Regions from separate parts of the Pan troglodytes genome. Here regions 1 and 3 are each linked to region 2. A link is a contact called in public Hi-C data. All regions are on one chromosome and are shown on one strand. The core of a region is the stretch at or near the end of the contact, and the rest is flanking DNA. Distances in the headings are between cores, read along the strand shown. Region 1 overlaps AKAP6 (A-kinase anchoring protein 6). Region 2 holds the start of NPAS3 (neuronal PAS domain protein 3). Region 3 overlaps AKAP6 (A-kinase anchoring protein 6).

Evidence for each region. A called contact is a pair of places that touch in the nucleus more often than the background predicts.
Region 1: a contact with region 2 is called in a Hi-C map of stem cell-derived neural progenitor cells, with 2.9 times the contacts expected there. The contact joins the enhancer-like site here to the promoter of NPAS3 in region 2. A contact is called at or near these places in 2 of 7 Hi-C or Micro-C datasets (induced pluripotent stem cells and stem cell-derived neural progenitor cells), 1 of 1 datasets of contacts at active chromatin or transcription factors (stem cell-derived excitatory neurons) and 1 of 1 other capture datasets (stem cell-derived neural stem cells).
Region 3: a contact with region 2 is called in a Hi-C map of stem cell-derived neural progenitor cells, with 7 times the contacts expected there. The contact joins the enhancer-like site here to the promoter of NPAS3 in region 2. A contact is called at or near these places in 2 of 7 Hi-C or Micro-C datasets (induced pluripotent stem cells and stem cell-derived neural progenitor cells), 1 of 1 datasets of contacts at active chromatin or transcription factors (stem cell-derived excitatory neurons) and 1 of 1 other capture datasets (stem cell-derived neural stem cells).

The regions. Positions count from the first base shown.
Region 1 is chr15:30,967,849-30,972,103 of NHGRI_mPanTro3-v2.0_pri, reverse strand. All of the region lies in intron 10 of AKAP6 (A-kinase anchoring protein 6), which reads right to left. Among named protein-coding and RNA genes, the nearest start is that of NPAS3, 200 kb to the left of the region's middle. Within about 2 kb of position 2,788, at least 7 of the 24 cell types and tissues checked have an H3K27ac peak or open chromatin away from gene starts, as enhancers often do. A contact at or near this core is called in stem cell-derived neural progenitor cells and stem cell-derived neural stem cells, where this site is marked.
Region 2 is chr15:31,172,666-31,177,504 of NHGRI_mPanTro3-v2.0_pri, reverse strand. It overlaps NPAS3 (neuronal PAS domain protein 3), which reads right to left and starts at 3,084. Exons shown (of 12, transcript XM_054666466.2): 1 at 2,297-3,084. The coding sequence starts at 2,454.
Region 3 is chr15:30,940,830-30,945,080 of NHGRI_mPanTro3-v2.0_pri, reverse strand. All of the region lies in intron 10 of AKAP6 (A-kinase anchoring protein 6), which reads right to left. Among named protein-coding and RNA genes, the nearest start is that of NPAS3, 230 kb to the left of the region's middle. Within about 2 kb of position 1,695, at least 16 of the 24 cell types and tissues checked have an H3K27ac peak or open chromatin away from gene starts, as enhancers often do. A contact at or near this core is called in induced pluripotent stem cells, stem cell-derived neural progenitor cells and stem cell-derived neural stem cells, where this site is marked.

The sequences.
Region 1 (4,255 bases), core at 1,539-4,038, 210 kb after region 2:
TTTTTTCTTCCAGGCACCAAATTTAGGTCACTGAGTTCCATGGTAGTATTTTGTTCCTTTGCCCTAAATGACCAACGGTGCCCTAAGATAAGCACCTTTATCAGAGTTAATGAGAAAAACTTTTCTCTGGGCAAATAAATAAATCAATAAGTTCAAATGTCCCCAAGCACTTGGGTGATTTCACTCACCTTGAAAACATGATATTATATAAGATCCCAAACAAAAATACAATTGGAAGCAGATTAAAGGAAAAGAAGGTATGAAATCACTGTTTCGGTTAATAGATCTTCAGCAGTTGCGTGCATATGTTTGCATACTTTTCGTTTCATATTTTAATCTTTCATTTACACTAAACATGCACATCACTTGTATTATGTAAACTTCTCCAAATGTTAGTCATTTGTGGATCACAGAACAAAATGTTTTAAATGGGGTGATTTAAAGCATTTCATATTATTAATGAATGTTGATCAGGGTGTCAGAGTATCCAAAATTACATGAATATGCATAGTGGAGAAAATCAAGGGTTGCTTTAGAGCGCTTTTAGAATTTGGCCTGTGATACAGGAGAAATTCTGATTGCGTTTTCTAATGGAAGGCAATTACCAGGACCATGTTACTCCAGCACTTAGGAAACACACTGTCCACTTGAATTTTCTGGATTCAATATTCAGAAGTATTCTAGAAACCTAGATAGTGTTTTATTTGTCAGAGTGATGATTGGAGGAGAGGACAATTTGCTTTATGTAATCAGGTTCCCATCTAAAATGATATAGCTGACAAAGATTTACATAATTAATTTGGTAAGATTTCCATATAATATTGGGGGAACCAGTATTTCAGGCAGGCAGGAAAATCTTATTCAAATATTTTACTTATGCCACATGGTATTACTCATTGACAGAAAGAGTCCTCTGGCTGTGCCACTTGGGAATGGCCTCTACCAGTTATCCCTTTAACTTGTGACAAGCTCATCCCCCCTCTTCACCCCAACTTTAAACAGCTCTCACACAGCAGATCAGTCAAGAAAGGAAACAGCTTAGATGTGTCCCATAAAAATGATAGCCTTACACAAATAAAAATATAAAAAGCAATTAATTTAATTTTAGATGTAATAAACCAATCTTCTCTGTTAAATGTGTATAAGTAGTCACTGCAATAGCTATTATAAAAGGTTATTACCTTTAAAAGAAACTTGTCTTTATGTATGCTCTCAGTCTTTGTCACCATATAGCCGACTGTCTAAACAGCTTGATTTAAGATGTGATTGATGGACAATGCCTTCAAACTCTAATATAAAAGCTAAGAGTATCTAGTTAATTGTTAGATGTATTGATATATGAATGAAAGGTACTAAAATGTTATATAATTTAAGGTGAAAATATTTATTTTAATTTTTGAAGCATATTGAAGGTTAAATCTAATATGTTTAGGGGCTCAAGCTGTATGTGTAATAATGTCAGGAGCTTATATTTTTGTTGATGCTAGTATGTTTTTGCTCTTCTGTCTCTTAACATCTTTTCAGAAGCATTAGACTCAGAAAATCAACTGCCAGCTCTATCAGTTTTCGGTCATCCTATCAAGTGGGGCTACTTTATCCTGTGGTGAGAAGATAATTTAATCTTCATATTCATTCCACCCACAGCAGTAAGTGAGCAGAGGCTGCCCCATTGTGTCCTGTAGTCTGGGGATGTTATGATATAGACTACTCTTCAATAGGCAAAAATGAGATTAGCAAAGTTAAAGTCAGAAAGCTTTTCTTGAGTGCTAAGGTAAATAAGCATCCAGTATTTAATTTCCCCACAGCACCTGCTGTGGGCCTCTCTGTCTAGTCAAAAATAAAATATACTCTCTTGAAAGGCCATATTTACATTATTAAGTGTATTTGCTTGGCCAATTCAATTTTGACTAATGAAGCCTCCTAATAGATATGTGAATGATCTAAATTAAAGACACTGGACAGTACTATTCTAAATGCCATCCCTGTGTATATAAATATAAAGAAAAACTTTTAAAAAAAGGAGTTAAAAATAACTACAAACTCTAGCCTACCATTTTAACTAAGAACTAAAGAAGTTGTAGAAAATTCTTATTGAGTACTTACTTTTAGCACAAATGCTAAAACTGAATTATAAAACAAAGCCAGCAAAAACAGGAATTTCTGAAATAAATATACTTAGAAATGCATGAAGACTTGATTGAGATAACTTTTTTGACAGTTACGCTAAAGGCTTCCCCGCCACACCGAAGTCCCCCTCCTTTTTTTTTGTTAGAAATCACACCGAAAATTCTGCCCAAATGGAGACTGGAACAATGCCTTGAAACAGTGTTAATTGTCACCATGGAAACCAGAAGAATAAGCCATTTTGAAACTGGTATAGAAGGCACACATTGAGCAACTCAAGCATTTTTCTGCCTCCCTCAATGTTAAGGAACAAGATGCCTTGTCACTGTGAGGTCAGAGAAAGAAAACATCATGAAAGGGTTGTAGATGCTCACTGTCTGGTAAATAAAAAAATAAAAAATAAACTATATACAGCTAATGCTATAAGACTCTACCGAGTGAATCTTTTTGAAATAGAGGGATCATCAAAAGATGGCCAGGATTGGGGGATGGCTTCCACCTAAGCAAAACTTGAGGGCTATATTATGTGAACCTTGCCCCCAAAGCTCCCTGGGAATTCTGCTGTTGTAATAAAACTTCAGAAGAGGAAAGAAAAAAGGCAGCATGATGGAATTCAAAATAATGCTCTAAAAGCACACAGAGAGATTAAGACATCCATTGTAAGACTTTTGTATGGTGCTTCTGTTGGTTATGCTGAAAAGAGACCAGACATTGCTGAACAGAGAGTGAAGCTTTGGCTGCGAGAAACACACAAATTAAACTAAAGACATTTCTTGATTATTAGAATAGGGCTGTTGTATTCTGTGTCATCAGGGTTTGAACATTTACATCTTACACCATATTACTTTTAACTGAGCTTCAGTTGACTTTATATTAGGAAAAGTTAAAACAAGGAAAATGATCTAGTTATTAGAATGACAGGATTGAATGTCTTTCCTGGTACAAATATAATGCCACAAACACCTGTTTATCCAGCAAGATCCCCTTTCCCATATATGCATGATTGACTGATAGATACGATAGATAGATAGATAGATAGAATACACTGAGAAAATAAAATATATCTTACTTAGTCTATCAGTAAGAAAGCAAATGCTAGGAACATACCAAAACACCAAACTATTGGCAAAATAATGTGTGAAAATATGCATTTTTGCAAAAAAAAAAAAAAATCCAGGGATGTGTCTATTTACAACTCTCACGTGTTTTCTGGCTAGTGTTTGCCCTCCTCATTCGAGGCTTCATGGTGGCCCCTCAGCAAGTCCATGCCTAATGCCATTCAGTGGTGAACAAAGAGTCTTTTTATATAAAAGTCCAGGGTCCAAGCTCAGCTGTACATGCAGAGTGCAGGAATCTGCCAGAGGCCAGTGTTGCCTTTGCAGCAGCTCTTGTGCTGCCCCCCTTTTCCGAAGCCTTGTGTGTAGCATCTCATAATGCATATGATGCTGCACATGGAGTCAGTACCACCAACACTTCAAGAAGATGTTCAAAACTGAAGAAAAGGGTTCAAGCCCAAGACAAATAATAGTTGTTATTTCTTGCAAACTCCTTGTATTTTACCATTAGAATTTATGGTGAGTAATTGCATAGAGAAATTATAAAGACTCCTACAATTGTCCTTGTAAATTAATAATAGGTTTTCCTGATTGGGATAAATTTGCTGCTGAGCCTTTGGAAAAATTAAAAAGTGCAATGTCATTTAAAATTGCCAGAACTCGCACAGCAAATTACACCTGAGGTTAAGAATTGAGTTTTCCCCCTCTTCTAGCTTATTCCATTTGCATGATCTGGAAATCACATTACACTGGCCATGTACTGTTAATTGGACATAGATTGCATTATCTTTAATATAAATCAAACTACAAATATTAAAATGAATTGCAAATTCCCTAATAGAAGATCATAAAACAATCTTTTTTAAAGTATCTCCCATTAATAATTTAATTCCAATCATACCACCCAGAAAACTTAAGTAGGAGACCTGGCAACTTATTTCTCCAGTCATTTCTTTTAAATAACAAATATCTAAGCCTTTAAAAATAAATATAGCTAGACTAGAAGTCACTGTTATAGAACAAAAATAAAAACACAAATAACTGAAAACTTTCATGTCAATTTCATATGAAATACT
Region 2 (4,839 bases), core at 1,835-4,334:
GATATGTCACCATTCACTTAACAAACAAATCCAGATGGAAACAAATCCAAGCGGAAACTAAGTCTGTCCTTCAGAACTCCACAATCCTGTTGAGGTGCCAGAGGACAGGGGACTCCTGACTCAGACCCTACCTCCAACACCTGCCAATGACCTTGACCTACACGGCTCACTCTCTGCCCCCCTCCCCCTATTTTGACTAAAAGACAGTAACAGGTGTCATCATGTCTTAGTAACAAAATCAAAGAAGGCTACATTTTTCACAGCTATCATCTTCTCTTCTGCCAATATAACATAAAAATCGAAGGAGGGAATAATACACCCGAAAGGCTAAAGTTTAGAGATGCTAGGGAAAAAAAAAAAAAAAAAAAAAAAAAAAGCCTTAGTCTTTAGAACTGCAGTGGGATTCAGAGACTTCATAAGGTGCCCAAATTCAAAGTTGAAAGTGGAAAGCACCAGTGCAGCTCTCAGTGCTGAGGTGGCAGACTGTAGGGGACTGCCCCTGGTGCTCCTGCCTTGAGGGAAAATTCTCTCTGAGGTGATCTTTATGGTAAAGGATAACAACACTCAGAGCAAACCTGATGGCAGAAAATTCCTAATCCCCCACCCTTTTATGCCCAATTTATATGGTATAAGTTAGCTCAAGTTCCCGGAGGTCCCTGAAATCTTCCAAAGGCCATCTGACATTTCTGACCCTTGACTCCCTACTTCACAGACCATACTATTGTGACCATTGCCTGCACTTCCTAAAGTGACCGCCAGATACTATTGTCATTTAAATGTTGTATAAGTGACCAAAAAAACATACCTGAACCATGAAAAGGAAAAATCTAATTCTTTTCTAGTCTTTCATGTTTGAAAGAGTCCCAGATCTTTTGTATTAAAGATTCCTGTAATCACTGAAGTAAAACAAGACTAAAATAATTTAAATGAAAAATCCCTTTGACAAGGAATAGCCCCTTTTTGAGTTATTTTCCAAACTCTTTTTAAAAAAAAAACTTCAGACAGTACACAGAGAATATAATGAAGTCTTCTACAGAATATTTGGAATACTGGACATCAACTTGGAAAACACTCAGTGTGTTATGCAAAATCTGCTCTGGTCACTGGGCCATTGCTTGGAAGGCACAAAATATGGCAGTGATAGATTATCTTAACCTTTTCAGTTTAAATACTGTTGGTTCAAATCAAAGGTTCTCAAATCAATGAAGTTTGAAATACAAGGTAAAAATAGGAACTGTTATTTGAATTATGCATTGTGTATATTTTAAGTTAAATGCCATTGGCAAATCTCTCAGATGTTTAATCATGTGCAATCTGGGAAACACAAATATTTAATTTCACACTTTGATGTGTTCTTTTTTCTTCCATCTTTTATAAAACCAAGCCCCAGAAATGGGGAGTTTACCTTTCATAGTACATTGTTAGTTTTTCTCAGCGCATTTTCGTGGATTACATTTTCAGTAAAATCTTGGAACATCAAAAGTTGTCCTTCAGGAAAAACTTCAGGGTTCTAAAGCTGTTGGTAGTGGTAAATTGCTTTCCCTTTCTTTCCTTATTGAATCAAATTACTATTTCAATGTCAAATACGTGATTTTTAAGAAAAATCTATAAATACGTTTAAGAGAACTACAAATAATACTTTAAAACTTCCTTCTCACCACCTAGCCTGACTTTGTAAAATTTGCTTCCTAACTTGTATCCCTGAATCTTATGCATTTGCATTATAATGCGTTTAAGATGAATACTTAACAGCGCCGAAGAGACTCGGATTTCATGCTGTATTTCCCTGTAGTAACAGGTGACATGATAACACTATTATGTAGAATTGCAAGTTTACAGCTACACATGAAAATCGTTCCTATTCTGTTTGGAAACAAATGATCAATCAGCCTCCAGTGATCAATTGCCCCCCTAGCTGTCCGTATGCGCGGGTCCGCATCCGGCTGAGGCATTGAGAAAATTCCACTGGAAAGGCATGAGGATCCTAAACTTTGCAAAAGCACCTTGTGCGGCGTCTCAGACTTCGCTGCAACTCCTCCGCTACTCGGGGCTGAAGCTCTGGATTTGGGGCCAGGCAAAGGGCAAAGGATGATTTCACTTCGCCAGCGCACTGGAGTGCTTTTCAATCCACCAAAGTGAAGTGTGTTTTTCTTCCTCATCTGTAGAACGAGGGGCAGGCAAAGTGAGCCCTGGCAATGTGCATGTGTGTTGTAAGACACAAAACAGGAGGCAAAGTGAGTCCCACCCCAGCACCCCGGGGCGGGGGCACTATCCCAGCCCAGGCGGGACTACTCACCGCTGCTGGTAGGAGGTGATGCCCTGGACGTTCTGCGGGGTGCCGTTGGCCGCGGCGCCGGCCCTCCCCATGCCCGCGCCGGCCGGCACCCCCGCGGCCGCCCCGCCGGCCGCCGCGGCCGTCACCTGCACGCTGAAATCCGGAAAGATTCGGATCATCGCCGCGGCTTCGGCCCCCGGGCGCGGCGGCTCTGGGCTCGGGCTGGCGGGGGCTCGGGCTCGGGCTCGGGCGGCGGCAGCAGCAGCAGCGCGAGCAGCGGCGGCGGCAGCAGCGGAGCCAGGCACCAGCCTGCAATCCCATTAGTGAGCCGCGGCCACTGTGCGCGGCGGAGAGGCGCTTTGATGTGCGCGCAGCGGGCTGGGGTGGGGGGGGCCGCAAGCGCGAGGAGGAGGTGCGGGGGGCGTGCGAGGGACTTGCAAACAGCAAAACGTGTCAGGGTGGGGCCTTTTTTCCCTTTTGGGGGGCGGCGGTGCTCCCCCCTCTTTCCAGGATGTTGCTCTCACTGGCTGCTCCGGCTGCGCCGCGCGAGCCCAGCTGAGGGAAGAAGGGGAGGGGGTGGCGGAGGAAGGATGCACCGGGAGGCTTGGCGAGGACTTGGCCGGTGCAAGGGAATGACCGGCAGCGGAGGGTGCGTTTCTTTCCCGCCCCCCTCTACACACACACACACACACACACACACACACACGCCGCGCACTTCCGACCCAAAGTGCAAGACTCAGGCGCGCTCTCTCTCTCCTCCTTTCTCTAGAGAAATAACCACCATCCAGGCAAGCTCGCGCCTCCCGCGGCTTCCAGCAACCTGGAAGCCAGCCCGCGTGTGCAGGAATGGGGGCGTAGAGCCTCCCTTCCTGGCCGGAACCCCTCTCTGCCCGTCTTATGCACATCAGGCAGCGCGAGGGCTGCCAAGCGCAAGTTGGGCTCCTCGAGAACTTGATACTTATCGAGGAGGGATGGTGTGCAAAGACGGAGAGAAAAAAAGAAGCCGCTTTTGTGCAATGGAGAGTTTGTTCTCCTTATAAGAATGGGCCCTTCCCGCTGCTGGTGGGCGGGCGGGTTGGTCCAGGACAAACTTGTGAGGTGAGGTCCGGCTAGAGGGATCCGGTTGTGCCCCGATGACCCACCTCTATACGCCCCTTTCGACCGATGAAACGAATAAATTAGCAGCCACCACTGAGACGAACTCTGCAAATTCCAACCACCAGGGAAACAAAAAGAGAAAACACGTGCATTTATTTCCTCGCGTCTCTCAGTTACTTCTCCACACTATTACATCAATGTTTCTTTAAGGGGTGAGGAGGGATGCCTGCGGTTTGGGTGAGCCTTTTTAAGTGACGACTTGCATTCCAACTCGGCTAGTGGGTGGGGGCAGTGGGAGTTGATCGTTTCCCCTACCCCCTGCCCAGGACCCCCGTTGTCCCACTTCCTCCTCTTTCTTCCGGCTGGCGAGCCTGGAGTGGAGTTGCGGGCGGTGGGCGCAGCCTCCTTCGGGATGCAGGGCTTCAGCTCCCCTCATCTTGCGCGCGCCACCTTCGCCCCCTTTGCTGGTGCGGCTGGTGCTTGCCCCTTCTCGTCCTTTTCTCCTTCCACTCCCTGCGCGCCAAGGCCTGGGCCCCGCAGCCGCAGCCAGGGGACGAGTGGCCGCCTTGCCTTCCGCAGGAAACCAAGTTGGGATCGGCGAAGCGAGGTGACCGCGGCCGCGCCGCCCCTGCCCTCGGCCAATAGCGCCTCGCCCGGAGAGGCACCTGCTTAACCCTTTGAGCCTAGGGCGCAGCCGGCCCGCCGGGACCCAGAGGGGCAGGGCGGATTGGCCAGAAGTTGCCAAGGCCAAGAGTGACACAGGCCGCCCAGCCTAGCGTCCCCGCACACGGTGTAGGGGCCAGACGCCTGCCCTTGCCGCAGACCCGGGCGTCCCCTCCCACCCTGATGGCTCTCGGGAAACAGCCAACCCGCACAAAGGCGAGCCTTCGCCCTGGCGGCGTCCCGCGCCTGCTGGGGCAACCTCTGAACTCCCCTAACCCAAGTCAGTTTCCGGAGGCGCCTCCTGCACCCGGCAGCCGCTGGGAAACAGAGGGAGGGAGCCCCAGCTCTCGCTGGCCGGGCCCACGGCGCAGCTGCGTTTCCATTTTCCTTTCAAAGAAAATGCTTTGGACGGCAGATAATACCAGGAGATATGAAACTGCTTCGTCCCCCACGTGTTGCACGTAAAAAGAATCGTAATGAGCATCTGTGCCTTGTGTGAGGGATCCCACGAGTTTGTTGAAGACCTAACCGAGGTCCTGACTCCCTCCTTCCCGAGAAGAGATCATTTTCTAGCTTAACGGCATTCATTTCGGGGATACTTATTGTGCAGAGGCCAAACGCAAGGTCTTTGGGCCGGGATTGTGGGCGTGGGGGCGAAGGCCAGGCTGGTGGGAAAGATTTGATCACAGAAGTGGGTCCTCATCCCACGCGGAGCACACAGCGCTGGGCGTCGCAGGTTGACTTGGATCTCAGAGCGCTCTCCTCCCTACCTCTCTTGCTCTGAAAAGATCACAAATATCACT
Region 3 (4,251 bases), core at 446-2,945, 230 kb after region 2:
TTTAAATGTTCCTCTACTTTCTTTTCTAGAAACTAGAAAGAAATCTACAAATATCTGGGGCTAAAGTAAAGCTATCAGCTTAACAAAAGAGGGAATACTACGCATTCCCATCTAATTAAGTAAAAGTCATTTTTCAAAAAATTAAAGGCTGAAATTTTTTGCAACTTAATCCAAAATTTTATTAGCAAACTCTAATTATTATCCTGATTGGAAGTAATAAAATCTCCCAAACAGGTCAACTAATTTAAGTGCTATCTGTAATCATTTGGATTTTAACATGATGGTTATTACTTATTACCCTGAAACCAAGCAGCACAATGAGATATTGATTACTTTTAACCTTTAGATCCAAGGATTCAAGAAAGGTCAGAGGAGGGGAATACTCTACCTCTCTTGGCTGGCAAACGGATAGCCTTCAGGAGAATTCAAATGATTCCCGTTGGCCAAGTACATCCAAGATTAGTTTATTCTCTAGGCTAACAAGAAATGATGATACTTTAAAAAATAACACTCAGCACATATTTAGTGAGCATTACATTTACATAACCAACGGCCTCAGATGTGCTTCACATCACAGCAAGTCTCAGACTGTTAACCCTTTACCAAGTTTTGTTTGTGGAAGCCTCTTTACTGAAATGAGATAGTAAATATAGGAGCATTTATTGGAATAAACTTATCTCATTGAACTCAGAGTTGTTAGTAGATTCCAAAAGGCTGAATACAATCATTGGCCACTGTTGGCCACTAGCATTTCTTTTGGTTTTCTTTTTCTGTGACAGCATTTAGAAATATTTTTCACATTTGTGCTGCTAAAAGCATGAGTTCTAGGTAGGGTCCAGCAGAATTACAGGCAAGAGAAACATAACTGTTATGTGTTAGATTAATTTGCAGAACACTTGGCATTATTATTGCCAAGTCGTCAAATTGTTCCAAGTTGTTCCGGAAGGTTGTTATTAATAGTATGTTTTCTGAGGAAAGTTCTGTCTACTTTTGGAACTGCATTTCTGTTGCCAAGGAAACTCCTTTAAGCACAGTTTTCTAGGAGCACACTGCTGCTTTTGTTTGCCAGTGTCCTATTCATATCATCTAAGTAAGCGTTTTACGTGCTCCAGCCTTCAGTCCCAAATGTTGAAGTTTTAGCCCATTTAAGTTGCTTTTTCAAACATAGCTAATGCCTGCTATGATTTCCCTCTCTCCCTTTCTCTCCCCTCACTCTCCACTCTCCATCCAAGCCCCCCTCTCCCCGCCTTCTTCCCACTCTGCCTCCAACATGCCCAACTCTTACTATTCAAGTTTTATTTTTTTAAACAGTTGCATTAGGGCAGATAGTTTTCACAAGTTTTTGATAAATTAACTTCAATTTGAATAATAATTCCATAGGTTGTAGCATTAGTCCTTCAAGTGTTAATTATCTTTTCACTCTAAAATTAATGTACTCATTTCCTACTGACTCCTCTACCCCATTTATTGAAGTGCTGAGGAAAACATGTCATTGAGTCCTGAGCCAGCCCTGTTGTTGTGATTAAGCGTGGTCACATGGCCCATCTCTGCCAAAAGGAGGGCCCTGAGAAAAGGTGACAAAGACAGTGATTTCCTGTCAGCAAAGAGTACGACAGGGCTGTCTAGAAGTGATGCAAATGAGGGGAACTTTCCCCACGGCTTGTTTGATCCACTCTAGGCCAGAGCCAGCCAGGCCAGGGAGAGAGGGAGCAGCACAATGCCTCAGAGGCCAGCCCAGAGAGCCAACGCACCTTCCGGACAGTAGCTCACCCGCTAGAGACAAAAACTGCTGGCGGGGCTTCCCTTCGTTGCCCCTCCACACACACAGCCAACTATTTCTTGGCATCCTATTCTCTTAACATCTTTTTTTTTTTTTCTTTTTAAAGAAGTGATTCAAATAGGAATTACAGGCTCTAGCATGAACAGTGTTTCAAACATTGTTGAGAAACCACATTCATCTACTTTTTCTTCCCCTAAACATTTTCAGGATAAGTTTTGCCCTCTCTCAAAAAAAGAAAAAAAAAGGAAAAAAAAATATTCAAGTATTCATAGCAAACACTGATTCATCAAAGCTCAAATTAATATCACAGTTAATCTAAGGACTTTTCAAACTTTAATAAAAATGAAACAACAAATTCATTTCTAGATAAGCAGTGGAGACAGTCTAGATCTTTCCATTCTGATCACTTTTTAAATGACTAGATAATGTTATTTGAAATATTATAATGAATTTAAGCATATTCTTCTTATCTTAATGGAGTTTTAATCTAACATACAATTAAGCTATAAAATTAATCTACCAGGAAAAGAGGTAAAAAATTACCATTAAATTCTTGTGCCTGATATATCTAGTACATTTTTACCTTGACTGCTTCGATAACTGTAATTTGTTTCATTTTGAACATCAGGGTAGAGATGTAACACTCAACACTGAAATTCCAATATAAGGCCTAATTAACAGAATTTAATTTTTTGACACGTCCTTCTATTCTGTACACCACCATGTGAATTTTTTTTAAAAAAGTTAATGAATTGTCTTCTATTTCAAGTTTAGCTACTATGACCTGGACCATGAACCAACCTAACATTACACTTTTAGGGGCTCAAGTTTAGTCATAAGAATATCAAATCACATCTGAAATTAGTTAGATCAATTTGGTCCAGAACAAAATAAAAGAGAGCTATTCCAGAAAGCTGAAATGTGTGAATTTATGAAATACAGGAATAGTGTGATTAATCTGTTTTCTGAGATTAGTTCATATCTATGACAACATCATTTTGATATCAATAGTTATAAAATAGCAAGTCAACTATGTTCCATATTTCTTCTTGTACTCTATATTTCCTATTCCTCAGAATTTCTAATTCTATTCCACACGTATTTATATTTAATAATTATTATGGTTAGAAATGTATTTACCATACCATTCTAAGCCCTTGTATTTTAAAAAAATCCTAAAAGAAAATGTTTTCACATCTAAGTATCAAAACAAAATTTCTTCAAAGGAAGTATTATCTCTTTTTCTTATAGAAAGCATACATTTTGCAATTGGACACATTTCCCTCTTTGCCTTCACTACCAGGAAACTCAAAATATAACATTGGGATCATGTTTTAGTAACTGTGTAGGGCTTTGCAGTTTATATACAGGCATATTAACTCTTCTTACAGATGCAACTTCTAGTCTATGTATATTTTCTCCAGTCTGATTTGTATTTATGTTTTTAAAATATTTATATTATTTTCATGTTGATTCTTATAAATAACCCCAAATTCATAGCAGGGTAAAAATGTAATTGATCTGTTTAGTAGCCATTGTATTATATAAATGAATGGTCCTTTTCCTTTTACACAGAGGACATGTTTGGACTTATATGAATGAAGCCATATGAGTAACTAACCTTCAAAATTAAGTACGAAATCTTTAGTATAAATTCTCTGAAAGTACAAAGATCTCAGTTGAATTGGATACTTATTTAGTAGTATTTTTAAGCTGGAAGAGTTAGTTTTAACCCTTTATAAATCATGTACAAATCATGTTGCTTAACAACGGGGTATGTTCTGAGAAATGTATATCCCTGCTATAATCTCTCCCTTTCTCCCCACCTCACTCTCTGGTCTCCATCCAAGCAGTGTTTCATGATTTTGTCACTGTGTGAACATCCTAGAGTGTACTTAGATAAACCTAGATGATAGAGTAGATGGTAGAGACTATTACACATCTTGGCTATACGGTAGAGCCTATTGCTCCTAGGCTACAAACCTGTACAGCATGTTACTATACTGAATACTGTAGGCAACTGTAACACAATGGTAAGTATTTGTGTACATAAATATAGAAAAGGTATAGTAAAAATATAGTATTATAATCTTATGGGATAACCATTGCATATGTAGTTCTTCAAAGGCCAAAAATCTTGTTATGCAGCCCATGACTATAATCTAATATTTCATTGATGAGGAGCAGGTAAGCTATCGTTCAAGGAACAAATATATAAGTGGGGTGTTTCAGTGAGCTTCATACTATCTGAAAACTCTTGTTTAATTATAACAATAATCACCAGGCTGCAACTTCTGAATTTGGCCCTTGAAATTAACCCTTGGAGTCTGGAATTCCAGACCAACTTCGGATCACTAGGAGGTCTGTCATCTGTGCTCTGTAGGTAGCAGCGAACTGGCAGTCCTTTGTGCATAGGTAAGGAGCCTCTGATAGGGCACACCCTCACCATACTACAATGTCAGCTGTACCTG